Regions from separate parts of the Mus musculus genome. Here region 2 is linked to region 1. A link is a contact called in public Micro-C data. All regions are on one chromosome and are shown on one strand. Each heading gives the region's core, a stretch centred on a gene start, on an enhancer-like site or on the middle of the called end of the contact. The rest is flanking DNA. Distances are from core to core; before and after follow the strand shown. Region 1 holds the start of Mirc35hg (microRNA cluster 35, host gene). Region 2 overlaps Nrf1 (nuclear respiratory factor 1).

Evidence for each region. A called contact is a pair of places that touch in the nucleus more often than the background predicts.
Region 2: a contact with region 1 is called in a Micro-C map of brown adipocytes, with 1.8 times the contacts expected there. The contact joins the enhancer-like site here to the promoter of Mirc35hg in region 1. A contact is called at or near these places in 5 of 39 promoter capture datasets (the 3T3-L1 cell line, the C10 cell line, cranial neural crest and 2 more), 5 of 484 Hi-C or Micro-C datasets (Th1 cells, brown adipocytes, nephron progenitors and 2 more), 8 of 115 datasets of contacts at active chromatin or transcription factors (the HPC-7 cell line, bone marrow-derived macrophages, embryonic stem cells and 1 more) and 2 of 9 other capture datasets (adipose tissue and bone marrow-derived macrophages).

The regions. Positions count from the first base shown.
Region 1 is chr6:30,170,048-30,176,706 of GRCm38.p6, reverse strand. It overlaps Mirc35hg (microRNA cluster 35, host gene), which reads left to right and starts at 2,582. Exons shown (of 2, transcript NR_126540.1): 1 at 2,582-3,027. BB283400 (expressed sequence BB283400) reads right to left here and starts at 84. Exons shown (of 1, transcript NR_038124.1): 1 at 1-84.
Region 2 is chr6:30,118,651-30,125,309 of GRCm38.p6, reverse strand. It overlaps Nrf1 (nuclear respiratory factor 1), which reads right to left. Exons shown (of 12, transcript NM_001164226.1): 10 at 6,204-6,361. Among named protein-coding and RNA genes, the nearest start is that of Mir182, 44 kb to the left of the region's middle. Within about 2 kb of position 3,814, at least 26 of the 459 cell types and tissues checked have an H3K27ac peak or open chromatin away from gene starts, as enhancers often do. A contact at or near this core is called in brown adipocytes and rod photoreceptor, where this site is marked.

The DNA of each region.
Region 1 (6,659 bases), core at 1,333-3,832:
AGATGGAACCTGAGGACTAACTCCTCACTCAACATTTTCGGCACAACTGGGGCTAACACGAGGGAGTGAGAGGTTGGGATTAGGTAGATTGCACAGGGCAGAGGTTGGGGAAGAATAATGGACACGCTGAGAGATGCTAGGAACGCTGAGTCTACGTGCCCTGCCTGGCACAGGGCGTGCTGGCCACTCAGTACCCCACGGGCCTAGGGACCAGGTAAGGCTCTGAGGTTCAAGAGCCTAAGCACAAGATCTTGTAGGCGTGGGGGCGTGGGGGCGTGGGGGTGGGGTGAGGCGTAAGTAAGGCCCCTTCTAAACCGTGATCCAGGGTCGGGAAGCAAACTACATGTCTCTAACAGCTCGGCTCTGGCCCGAGAGGGTCGTTGTCCTCTGGAAGGGAGGGATCTCTGTATCTGTAGGTGGGGAATACCGCAGCTCGTAGGCACAAGTTGGAAGGGTAGGATACTTGCATGCAGCCTTGGGTACACTCGGCGGGCCAGCAAAGTAAGGATCTGGGTTCGTCCGAGCTCTTCACCGACCGGAGCCCCGGGCTGTAAGCGATCTGGGATATCGGGTCCCTGGGGACCGCCCCCTCACCACTCCGGTCCAGCTCCAGTTACTGGTCGAGCCTGCTACCTAAAATATGTATGAGGACCTTGCGGGTGCAATTTCACGGCCCCTCCTAGAGTGAGGCTGGGGGGTCTCAGGGTGAGAAGGGAGCTGCGCGGGCAGCAAGCGACGCTGGCTCTTGGGCGGGGGCTGTCTCGACTTTCAACAGAGCATTTAAGAAAGGTAGAAACCGGATCCATCTCACCCGCGCCCCCGCCCTTCGAGTCCGACGGCGGGACCCCGCAGCCGAGCGGCTAGCTTTCCGTTCTGCGGTGTCTGGTTCTCGACAGCAGGTGAATGGGCCCAGGCGAGGCGCGGGGGGGCGGGGCGTACGCTATAAAGGGGCGCGGCAGGACTAGGGGGTCACTCGCAGCCGGTGTGGCCTGCGCGTCCGAGCACACAGAGCTGTGACCGCCTGGTGCCGGACAGGCCTAGGGACCAGGTAGGGCGTGAGTGGAGATGCCGGCCGGCAGTGAGGTTCAGGGCCACAGGGATGGAAAGGGAAGGAGGCGGGACAGGGAGGGTTAATGTAGAGTCACCACACCCCCCTGAGGTCTGTCGGGTCGTGCCCTGCTCTTCCTGTTCGGTTCTGGTGCATCACGTCCCATCCCCAACTGTGCTGGGAGAGGGACAAGCGGGTCCTGGCCTTCCTGCCTTGGGGTGGGTCTTGCCTCCGGAGCCATCTGTCTGTAACATCCATGGCTGAAGCAGGTCTTGCCCAGGAGCTGAGTATCTAGAAGGGTTCGTATCTGCAGCGTCATTCTCGGACCCTGGCAGACAGCAGGGGAGGGAGGAATCCAGGGGCTCGGTTCCCCTAATCCATTTACTTCGCTTGAGCTCAAGGTTTTCAGTCTCAGCGCAAGGGCCCTTTAGTTTGGTGGGAACATCAGCTAAGCCCCACCCCACCCCCACACCCGGTTTTAGAGGCTTCTAGGCGGTCAGACCTGCCCGGATTCATTGGGAGAACTAGGAGCTAAAAGGGAGGAAGGCGGATTAACGTTTTATTTTAATCTGGTTTTGAACTGTGGTTGCCGTCTGGGGCAGCCGGGCGCGGCAGGGAATGGGAGGGCGCTCAAAGCAGGGGAGGGGGATGTGCGCACTCTCTGGTCTCAGGATGCTGGGGAGAAGGAAGAGGCCACTTCAAACGAGACAGCTAGGGTGTACCTTAACTCTGCTCCTCCCCAGAGGCTCCGGGGTGGCATCCTAGCTAAGAAGGTTCCGAGGGATCTAATCCCCGTCCTCGTTCCAGATGGCCCCGCCCCCTCCCGGGGGAGCCACTGCGGCAGTGGAGGGGCAGGAAGGGAGATGGGAAGGGGTCTGGGGGTGGCTTCCCTTCCCCTCCCCCTTCCGGGACAGGCGGTCTTTGTTCCCTGCGGCGGCGGCGGCCAGACACCTGTGAGGCTTCAGGGCTAGGCAAAGGTGGGTTAGGACGAGTGGCGAGCCTCTGGTGCCCACTCCAACTCTCTACCTTCGGGCCAGGGTGCTCCCACCGAGGCAGAACAGACTGTGGCCAGTTCTCCGGCTGCAGAGTACCGTCTAGTGTGGTCCCACAGTACTCCTGGCCTCCAAACGCACTTCCCCTCCCCCAGCCCAGAGTCGGATTTCCAAGTTTGCTGTGCTACACACACCTTGGCTAGCAAGGGGTTCAGAGGGAGGTGGGATGGTAGGGCATCGGGGCACACCTCGGCCGGCGGCACCCCAGCCCAAGGTAGGAGGCTAGAACAGCGAGTGGGCAGCGGGACCCCTTAGGGGCCAAACCCAGCTGGGTTCGGCGAACAGGCGGGGCTCGCGACGTATCCGCAGTCCCGGTCGGGCGTGCCCTACGACGCGCACCAACCGGAGCAACATTCAAGGTGAATCATCTTCGGTCCGCCTCCCGTCCCTCCCCCGCCCCACAGCACCTGAGCCAATGGCGCGGCGCGGGGGGCGGGCGGGGCGCTGGGGGCGGTAAAACCCTCCCGGAGTCATTATCTCTGCACTCCGTCGAGCCCCCGGGTCTCGGCGCCGGAGCCTGCTAGCCTCCTTCCTTGAACACGATCGTCACACCTGGTGCACCCCTTTCGTCTGCCTCTGGGGCTCGGTGACCATTCAGCCCTACCCCGCCTGCTGCGTGGAAGAGGCTCCTCCTCAGGTGGCTCGGCCGGGGCCTTCCCCTGCAGACCTGTCACCCGACACCCAGGAAGCGCGCGGCCCCATCCCGGCTCCTCTTTGTTCCCCCGCTGGGCTCCGCGCTCCGGCGCCACCTCCTCCCGCCAAGGTCCTGGTGATTTGGGGCGCCGCTCTCGGCTCAACCTGGGCACGCCTCAAGTTCTGTCCATTGGGCCCGCTCCAAACGAGGGCCCTTTTTTTGCCTAGTTCCTCGGGTGTGGACTCGGAGCAGAGCTGGGAGGCGGCGGTGAGCCCAGCCCGGAGCCGGCGCAGGTGAGTGTGCGGGGCGGGGCCGGGCGGAGCCAGTGCTGGGCCAGGGAGAAGGTGGAGCGGGTGCCGGAGGGCCAACAGTTCTAGCACCCAGTTTTGTGGGCGGCCGGAGGGGCAAGCAGAGGCCACGTCGTGGCTGTGGCCTTCGGGGATGACGCGGCACTGTGAATTCCTGACTTCCTTGGCCTTTTGGCGGGGATGCCGGCGAGGTGCCAGGGGACGGGGCCCTCAGTACCATGTGCACCGCATCCAGTGCGGTTCCCGGGGCGGGAAGAAAGCGGGGGGCATTTTGAGCCTAGGTTGGGTTTGGCTCGGTGCCTGATGCTGCCCGCCCTAATGTCGCCTCCCGGAGGAATTCGGCTGGGGTCCCGGGAGTTTCGCCGCCCTGTTGGGCCTGGGAGGAAGTGCAAGGCCGGGAGGCTGGCCGCGACGCGGGCTGGGGAGCGTTCCTGCGTCGAGCTGGTTTCTCCAGCCCCTTCTCAGGGTTTCACTGCAGGTTGGTTATCGCTTCCGTGGCCCGGAGCCTGCCCCGCCCAGTCCCCTGGGAAAAGCTGGTCCAAGAACTCAGCTTGCCTTCCTTCTGTATCCTCCGGCCTGGAGCAAGCGGATACCAGTTCTGAGTCCGAACCAATTCGGTTAGCAAGGGCTGCTCCCAGGTCCCCAGAATCCTGCCCCCGGAACATGTCTCGGATGTTTTACTAGTCGGTGTATCCAATAGTTACCGGCAGTGGCGATGCAGCCCAGGCATCAGGGATCGCTCAGTTCTGCGGAGCCCTACAGGCTGAGCCCTTCCTTCATCCTTGGCACCCCTACACTAAGTAGAAAGATCTGCTAGCGCAAGGGATGCAATTCTGATTAGGAGATTAGGGACAGAGATGGGGGGCGGGTGCCCTATTGGGCGCCGTCTCTGTCAGAGATAGTTAGGACAGGGCCTTCTAGGTTTCCTGCTGGCTAACCTCCTGAGGACTAAGAGTCCAGTTTTCACACTGAGCCAGGTACCTGTGTTACACGTCCGCCCTGAGACTCCGTGCACAGTCAGTCTAGCCTGCATCACCCTCTGCCTAGACAAACCTTGGGCATCATGTTTCTAGATTTCTGTTCCGAGGTCAATCAAGCCTTCTAAGAAACCCAGTAAACCGAGCCCACCTTTCATCCTCCACTTGTTTTCTTTAGGGCTTCTAGCCACCCTTTCAAACAGTGAGGGGGGTCAGTGGGTGGGAGATTATTACACAAAGAAGAAACAATTTCACTGTAATAGTCTCCCTTGTGAGGATTTCGTTTATTCTTATTTTCCACTAGGAGTATTAACGGGGTCCAGTGGCCCTGGGAACGTGCTTGTGCTGTGCACAGCTGAGCACACTCGAGTTTGGTGCATGCCTGGGTAGCTTGGACTGCATCAAAAGCAGCTTGAGGGGCTCCTAAGATTTCACTAGCCAACCAGGAGGCTGGGCCACGCCCTGAGCTAGTGGAGAGGCTAGCCGCCCCAGCCTTTGCAGCATTCGATGGAGATATAAGTGATCCGTGCTGGGCCAATCGCTGGTGGGAAGATTCGCAACAGAGACTCTAGATTCGATGTGTAGGGGTTGATGGTGACAGTTGCTGAATGTTAGCAAAAGATCCCTAAAGACTCCACCCGAACCACTCACCTCTAGGGAGCTCTGGTACTGAGAATGGTAGGCTGGGGGGGGGGGGCAGGGGGAAGAGGCACATATAGGTCTGACTACAGAGCAAGAGCCCAGGGAAAGACCCCCGACCCCAATACCTGGCCAAGGGAGGGATGATTCTTCAAAGAGACAAGACATGCCTAAGGGGAGTAGGGCTAGGGGAGGGAGACCTGGCAGAGGATGTAGGATACACACTCACCCAGGAGGACATCCTGTGCCCCTGCCAGTCCTCCTTACACACCAACTCTGATGCTCTAATTGTTCACACCTACCAGGCTGGGACACAACCTTTTCCCACAGTCAGAAGAGGAATTTCTTAGCCTTTAATCTCAAGGTCAGGGTTTTGACCTACACAGAGAGCATAAGAGACTGTCCTGCCAAAGCCCCGTCATGGCTCCCCGTTGTAGAATACCAGGGTTGTTTTTGCAGAACTCCACTGTCCCCGTTTCAGGAGAGCCTATTTTCCTCTGACCCAGGACAGGTTCTGCTTCAACTAAGGTCTAGGTATTCCTGCTCTGCTGTGTGTTGGGTGGACTCTGGCTGTGGCCATGGGTGTGGCCCTGCCTGGGTACCGCAGCATTCTCTTCCTGCCGCATTTGAATTAGGAGGGGCAAGGCAGCGCAGGGAGGAGCCTCATTCAGCGGACTAGAACTGGATGCTGAAGGGGTGTTTGGCTCTGTAAGCAGTTTCCTGCTCTCCATCCCCTCCAGTTACAGAAGAGGAAGATGTAGGCAAAAGGGCGGGCATGCCAGGCACTTGATCCGACAGGGCTATTCTCTTATGGTGCTTCATTCCTTCCTGGGTGCTCCAGACTGAGTTCTCAGGAGGACATTGGTACCCTGAGTGTGTCTCAATCTTCCCAAGGCCCTTCCCCCATTGCTACTCCTCTGTTCCATTGAAATGGGGGGGGGAAAAAGATTTTAGAATACTGTTTCCAAAATATCCTGCATCTTTAGAGAAAGCTGTTTCCAAGCACAACTCTAAATAGCTTCTCCTTCCCAGCCTCACATTCCCCAGGTTCATATTAAACTGTAGGTTTCCTCGTGGGCCACAAAGCTCCATTTCAGGGGACTCCTTAGTGATTCTGAGAAACACTCTGAGCCACATAGAACACACCAGTAACTATAGCTGTCCACCCCCGCTTGACTCCTCTAAGTTCAGAGATTTATAGTGGGGGAAACTGAGGCCACAGGCCAGGGAGTGTCCATCTTACCAAGATGAAATGGCCTTTTGGGAGGTGAGCTAGAGCTCCAGAGTCAGCAAATAGTGAGTTTTCGGTCAAAGCCCCACAAGTATGTTACCAAGTCCAGGACTGATAACAGGTTTACAGTGGGGTTAGCCTGGAGTAAAGGCTTATAAGGTTTCTGAGCTGGAGAACTCTATCTGACCCCTTCCCGTATATTTCCCTTTTCCGTCTACCTTTCCCTGTGGATTCCAGGCCGGCCTAAGGGTAGGCTGAGCCTGTGTTGCCTCTTCCACAGTGTCTCCAGCTCTCATGCCCTGGGCACCAGCTCCAGAGAGACTTACCCTCCCTCTTTCCTCCATCCCCAGGGCACCTGGTACCAGAGGCAAGGGCCTCCATCCTGCCTTCTCTCGTGGCAGCCGCTGTAGCAACCACTGACGCAACCGCCCCAGCCCTCCCTTGGCTCTGTAGCCTCTACCGTCCTCCAAAGTACTCTCAGAACCTTCCAGAGGCTGCTTCCGAGGGCTCCTGCCAGAAACAGTTCACCCTGGCTCCTTCCGAGCTGCCTCCTTGTCTGAAGGAGCCCCCTGCCCTGATCCTGGCCCTGGTCAAGCCACAAAGGTGCCCATCGGGGACACTTTGCAGTCCTGCCTTCTGGGCCTCTGCTTGTGTCACTGGGCAAGCCAGGACTGCTGGCCTCTGTGCCGAGAGGCCATGAGAAGCACATTGGATGTTCTTGTCACTGCCCACTTGGGAGTAGGTGAGGTCCAGTGCCCTAGGTTATGAGG
Region 2 (6,659 bases), core at 2,565-5,064, 53 kb after region 1:
TTGAACTCAGAAATTTGCCTGCCTCTGCCTACCAAGTGCTGGGATTAAAGGTGTGTGCTACCACGCCCAGCTTTATTTTTTATTTTAAGGAAGAAAATTCCTAAAGACGACTAAAATTTGTCATGTAAATTTTAGTGATTTTAAAAACAAAACAAACAGCCCAGAGGAATTTCAGAATCTCCACTATGAAGATGGAGCTATCAGCTGACAATCTGGGGTTCCTGAGGGAGTACCAGAATAGACTATGCAGGCTTTGCACTACTCACATTACCCTCTTGCACCCCAGGCTCTAGTGGAGACTGGTGAGGGAGTAGGGACTGGCTGGTATAGACAAGTCACTGAGCAGACCATACCAAAGCATACCTTATTACATACAGTTCTTTCATAGGAGAAGCTCAGCAGATAAAGCAAGGGTACAGTAATGCCAGGCCAGACAGACAGACAGAACTAATCTGCTTTGCTTTTAAGCCCTGCCCCCTATGTAAAATGAATATGAACACACACACACACACACACACACACACAGAACCTTGCAGAATTTAAATTCTCAGAAATACTACCTATCACATATCAAACAAATAAGCAGAATCATACTGAAATTTTGTTTTGCAGAGCTGGAGACCAAAGCCAGCACACACTGGGGCATCCCTCAGAAGTATGGATGGAGCAAGCGCCACTTAGAAGATGAGGAAACAGGGTTATTCTAGAAACAAAGGAGAGCCTTTGGTAAAGTCTGTGCTTTCTATAGAAAAACTGAATCTCCGGATAAACTAGATAAACTAAAGAGTTGGTAAGAACACTGTATCAGACATCAGCCCAAAGAGCTGCGAGTGGGTCCTGCCTTTAACTGGAATTACTTGGAAGGCTGAGGCAGAAGGAATACCCAAAGTTTGAAGCTTACTGGGTCTTGTTCTGGGTTAGTTGGAGTAGTTAGAGTCATATCTGGGGCCTATAATCCTACTTATTTAGCAAGCTGAGCAGGAGGAATATATAAATTATGAACTATGGAGTAATAAGTTCAAGGCCAGCCCTGGCACCACTGTGACACCTTGTCACAAAATTAAAACTTAAAAATACTGAGAATGGGCTGGTGAGATGGCTCAGTGGGAAAGAGCACCCGACTGCTCTTCCGAAGGTCCAGAGTTCAAATCCCAGCAACCACATGGTGGCTCACAACTATCCGTAACAAGATCTGACTCCCTCTTCTGGTGTGTCTGAAGACAGCTACAGTGTACTTACATATAATAATAAATAAATCTTAAAAAAAAAAATACTGAGAATATATACAGCTCAGGGGGAGAGCAAGTGCCTAGCATGTGTGAGATCCTAAGTTCAACACTTGATACCAAGGGGAAATATATACTTTCTGGGCTGGAGCGCTGGCTCAGTGGTCAAGAGCACCGGCTGCTCTTGCGGAGGCCTCAGGTTAGAAGCCTAGCACCCATGTGGTTCCAGTTCCAGGGAGGCTGAAGCTCTCTTCTGACTGCCAATGGGACCATGCATACATTTGGCATACAAACATATAAAATAAATATTTTTAAAAATTCATTATTTAAAACTGTAAATACTAATTAAAATATTATCACTTTGTAAATTTTAGTCACAATCCACTTTCACACCAGAACAGATTCCAACACTGCATGTGTACTGGCCAGGGATCTACCCACTCCCCTCTTTCAAAGGCACTGGCCTGGAGTTCACCCATGAGGCTAGGCTGGCAGTCAGTGAGCCCCAGGGATCTGCTGTCTCTACCTCCCGAGCACTGCTGAGTTACAAAAGCAAACCACCATACCCTGTGGCTGGGGATAGGAATCAAATATGGCACTGCCCTCCCCCCACCTCCTAACACTTTACTATGATATCTCCATGTCTCTCATCAACTTTTGTAGATGTCTAATTTTTTTGTTTGTTTTGAGACAGGGTTTCTCTGTGTAACCCTGGCTGCCTTGGAACTCACGCTGTAGGACCAGGATGGCCTCAAACTCAGTGATCCACCTGCTTCTGCCTCCCTAGTGTCAGGATTAAGTATATGTCTAATTTTAATCTACAAGAAAGATGCACTCTTTCTTACTATAGGTAAGGATGTTCGGATCTACATTATCCATCCCCTCTTATTGGACCAATGTCAAGTCAATCTATATACTAAAACAATATAGTTTATATATAATACATAATACTTATTACTATACACTATTTTAATATACATTCACATCCATAATATGGTTAATAAATATAGTCTATATCAGTTATATGTATATATTAATATAAAATTAAAATGTCTTTATAAAAAGGGGGTGCCCGGCAGTGGTGGCACACACCTTTAATCCCAGCACTTGGGAGGCAGAGGCAGGCGGATTTCTGAGTTCGAGGCCAGCCTGGGCTACAAAGTGAGTTCCAGGACAGCCAGGGCTATACAGAGAAACCCTGTCTCAAAAAAACAAAAACAAAAAAATAAAAAAAATAAATAAATAAAAAGGGGGTGGATCTTTGGTCAATATATTAATATATGTCATATTAATATATATATATATATATACATGTAAATAATAGCTCTAATAGTATTTTTAGCTTGAAGAAGAGTATAAGAATATTTTAAAATGTCACAATGCTTTCTAGATATGTGTATCAGTATATCAGTCAATTAAAAGAAAAAAGAATGAACTTTATTTTAAAATATGGTTCATTTTCTTTTCCTTCCTTCCTCCTGTCCCTTGTCTTTTTGTGTTTGTTTGAGCCTGGATGATCTGCAGATTCTAGCCAATCAAGTGCTTCAAGTGCCCATAAGGGCAGGTACCATCATGTTCTGCTTTGCTTCTTTTTAAAGCAGTGGCCACAGTTAAAGAAAGGCATCTTCTAAGCTCCCTGGAAAGAAAGACCAGGCCCCAGCTTCCTTACGGTGCTGAGTGGAAGCAGTGTGGTCAGCAGACACACAAATGCTATATTTACAAAACAATGTAAAGTAGGTTTTTCCTAAGGTAAATACAGGCCCAGTGTACAACAGAGTTCAAACCTCTCCCATGCATGCATCTATCTCTATGCAGGGCTGCACTGGGGGACTTAAGTCAGATCTCTGCAGGAGGGTCTGGTTAAGTGCAGAAGACCCTAGCCAGGGAGGCACAGTTGCCTCCTCGCCCTGCTGTTTGTGCAGATGAAGAGATGCTTGGTTTGCTTGGGGTTTTGTTTTTGTTTTGTGTATGTGTATGATGCTCTCCTTATTTGTTCACTATGATTCCTTTCCTGCCTCCTCCCTAAAAGTGCCAATTCATTCTTTATTTTATACATTAAAATGAACACCAATTTCAGTTTCTAATACTGATAACTCTTTAGATTGTTAGAGCCCCTTTAGATTTGTTACAAAGCCAGGGTGGGCTAAGAGGCTGTGCAGCTCTGGGTCTTGTTCTGACTTGCTGTAAAAACTCTTTTAACAGCATAGTTGAAAAACAGGTCTGTCCTGCAGCTGTCCCCACTTTCCCTCTAGTGGATGAAGGAACCCTACGCCTCCTTAGGCCCCATCCATCTGCCTTTCCCCACAGCTTGCTTCTCCTTTCTCACCCTGCACTCCCATCTGCTGTTTATAGTGCAGCAGAGGTGCAGGTGGCTATTAGAGAATCATGCTTGTTCCAGCTGTACCTGAAACAGACTAGGGCAGATTATGGAACCACCTTGTTACCACAGGAACAACCACCAGCATTCTCTGTATTGTTCATCAAGAGGATTTCCAACAATGAATTTTGAGGGGATAAAGGGATCCCCTGTATCTCAAGTAAGTACACTGACTCACTCAACCCTCCTGACAGAGCAGTCACCTGTGGGTTACAGTTTGCTGTGCTGCCAGGCTTGGCTTCTGTCGGAAGTGGCAACACATCACCCCAGGACTCACTGGGGCATTGGACTGATTGCAAACAGATTTCAACATCTCTTTTCTCCTTCAAGCCACAGTGACCCCCCACTCTCCTTTCTGGAGTAAACACTGCAGCTGCATCTTAGTTCTGTTAACAAGCCCTCAGGGGATACCATTATGCTCACTGCCTTTAGAAATAAACTTTACCCTCACAGCGAAGGGAGCCAGAATATGCCTCAGATTTTCCACTATGTGCAGGGTTCCCAGGATACCACACTTCACTGGGAAGTTCAAGGTGTTGGTTGCAAGGTTCTGGTTTTGTTGGTTTTTAGTGATGGCTTACTTTACTTTAGACCCAAAGTAACAGTAAGGGGACACCAGTCCAAAGGCAGGTGGGTTTCCCTCCGAGCTTTTAGAAATTTATCTGAGTACCTTGAAGGAAGGAATGGAAGAAGGCCAACCTCTAGAGAACAGTTACATTTCCCACGACTCTGCAAAGCACACATCAGTGGCCCCAGCACATGTTAAGTCTTAAGAGGACAAGAGTGTGTGCATGCTTGAGTCTCAGTCATAGAGTCTGATCAACCATGTCTAAATCATGACTGCCTTCAAATCAAGGACTTTCAAACCTTTAACAAAGCATATCTAGGCTCTAGTTTGCCTTGTCCTAACTGGCTTTATACTTATATCCCACTATAATCAATTCTGATAGACAAATCTTAAAACACAACCTAAATCCAGGGCCTCACGCAGGTCAGACTCCCCCACTAATCTCAGTCCCTAGTCCCTTGCAGTATAACTTAAATATCATGAGCGTGGTGGCTCACACCTATAATATAATCCCAGTACTCCAGAGACTTTAAGACTGGAGGATTGCTGGGCGTGGTGGCGCACACCTTTGATCCCAGCACTCGGGAGGCAGAGGCAGGGGGATTTCTGAGTTCGAGGCCAGTCTGGTCTACAGAGTGAGTTTCAGGACAGCCAGGGCTATACAGAGAAACCATAGCTCGGGGGAAAAAAAAAAAGACAGGAGGATCAGCACGTGTTCAAGGTTAGCCTGGGACAGAGTGAGTTCTAGATCAACCTAGGATAGAGTGAGACTCCCTGGAAAGAAAGAGGTAGGGGGAGAGGGGGCTGAAGAGAGGGAGGAAGGCAGGGAGAGGGAAAAACGAAGGAAGGAAAGGTAGAGGGAAGGAAGAGAAGAAACAAGGAAGACAGACTTAATTCCCCGAGTGTTAACATGAGCAGGTGCCTCTAAAAACTTCATATATCCTGTATTACTGAGTTCTTAAGTCTGTTTATGAATATTATCCTACAGTAACAAAGAGGAAACTCACACTAGGGACTAAATTTCTTAGGGGCAAATGGCTAACAAAGAGTTTAGCCAGGATTCAAACCAGAAATCTATGTTTGACCTCTTGTCAAACAACACATTGTATAGCCTCATTCAACTCACTGCACACAAGCGCATCTGTGCTCTCCAGCCCTCGAAAAACAAAAACAACAACAACAACAACAACAACAAAAACCAGCCCTCTATCCCTACCAACCTAAACCTTTTTAAAAAGCAGCTTAACAACAAAAAAGATGCCCACAAACTACACTTAGCTGACATTTGTATTCCTCTCTGGATATCTACAATGCTCATTCTAATATCAACTGTTTTGTGGTTCACTGAAATTAAGTCCCAGGTCCAAGGAGGATTTCTTTGACAGCAGAGACTGCTGCAACACTCCTCTCTACTCATAGCTCACCTGTAAGAGCGCTGGCTTGCCAGAGAGTGCAAGGACTATGTGAGCTAAAGACTGCACACAATGATTAGCAGCGGCCCTGACTATACGCCAGGCACTGATCCTAGGATCTCACTCACACTGATGCCTTCAGTTCTTTCAACACCTCCTCACGGCAGGGAGAGGCATACAGTTAGTCTACAGAAAGAGAGCTGGGCACTGAGTTTAAATAAACTGCTCAAGGTCAGCCAGCCAGCAAATGACAGGGCAGAGTGACTTTAAGGTCCCCATTCTTAATGATTAATAACAATTCTTGGGTCTGCTGAAAATAAAATTGGGTCAAGAATCAAGAATAATAGGGTGATGACCTTTCCTGTCAATACTCAGGAGGAAGTGGCCAGAAAGGAACATGCAATGCTGTTTTGGTAAATGCCTCTCTCTTTCTGCAGTGTGTCCTTCCTAGATAGTCTTCAAAAGAAAGGGTTCAATGTTTCTTGGTGGGGCTGGTTAGAAATCAAAGTTCTGTAGCTCAGCATCAGAATGTCTGCTTTATGCTTGACTGAGGAGGACCGCGGCAGCTCTCTTACTTAGCACAGGCCTGCAATCCCAGTCTTCCCCGCCCCTGCCTCCACCTGTTGAGGGCCATGGTGACAGTGGCTCCCTGCTGCATCTCCTGAGAAGCTGCCACTGCGGCTTCTGCCAGTGATGCTACCGCCTGGGTGGCCTCTGATGCTTGCGTCGTCTGGATGGTCATTTCACCGCCCTGTAACGTGGCCCAGTTTTGTTCCACCTGAGGCAGAAAGGACAAGGACAGTCAAAAGTCAAAACATAACATTATTATGTTTTTCACCAAATGAATGCACACAACATGGCCTATAATGTATAGGGAGGGTTTCAGCATGCTGTATTCTGTGCAAAAAAGGGGGACTGTTAGAATTTACATTTGAATTTAATTGTGTCTATACCAAGTAGTTCTGGAAGACTAAAAGAAATCACTGAAAATACTTTCTGGAGGCCAGTATGGTAGCACATGCCTAGCCCAGCACTCAGGAGGTCCCCAGTCCCCAGGTCGGCTTGGCCTATATAGT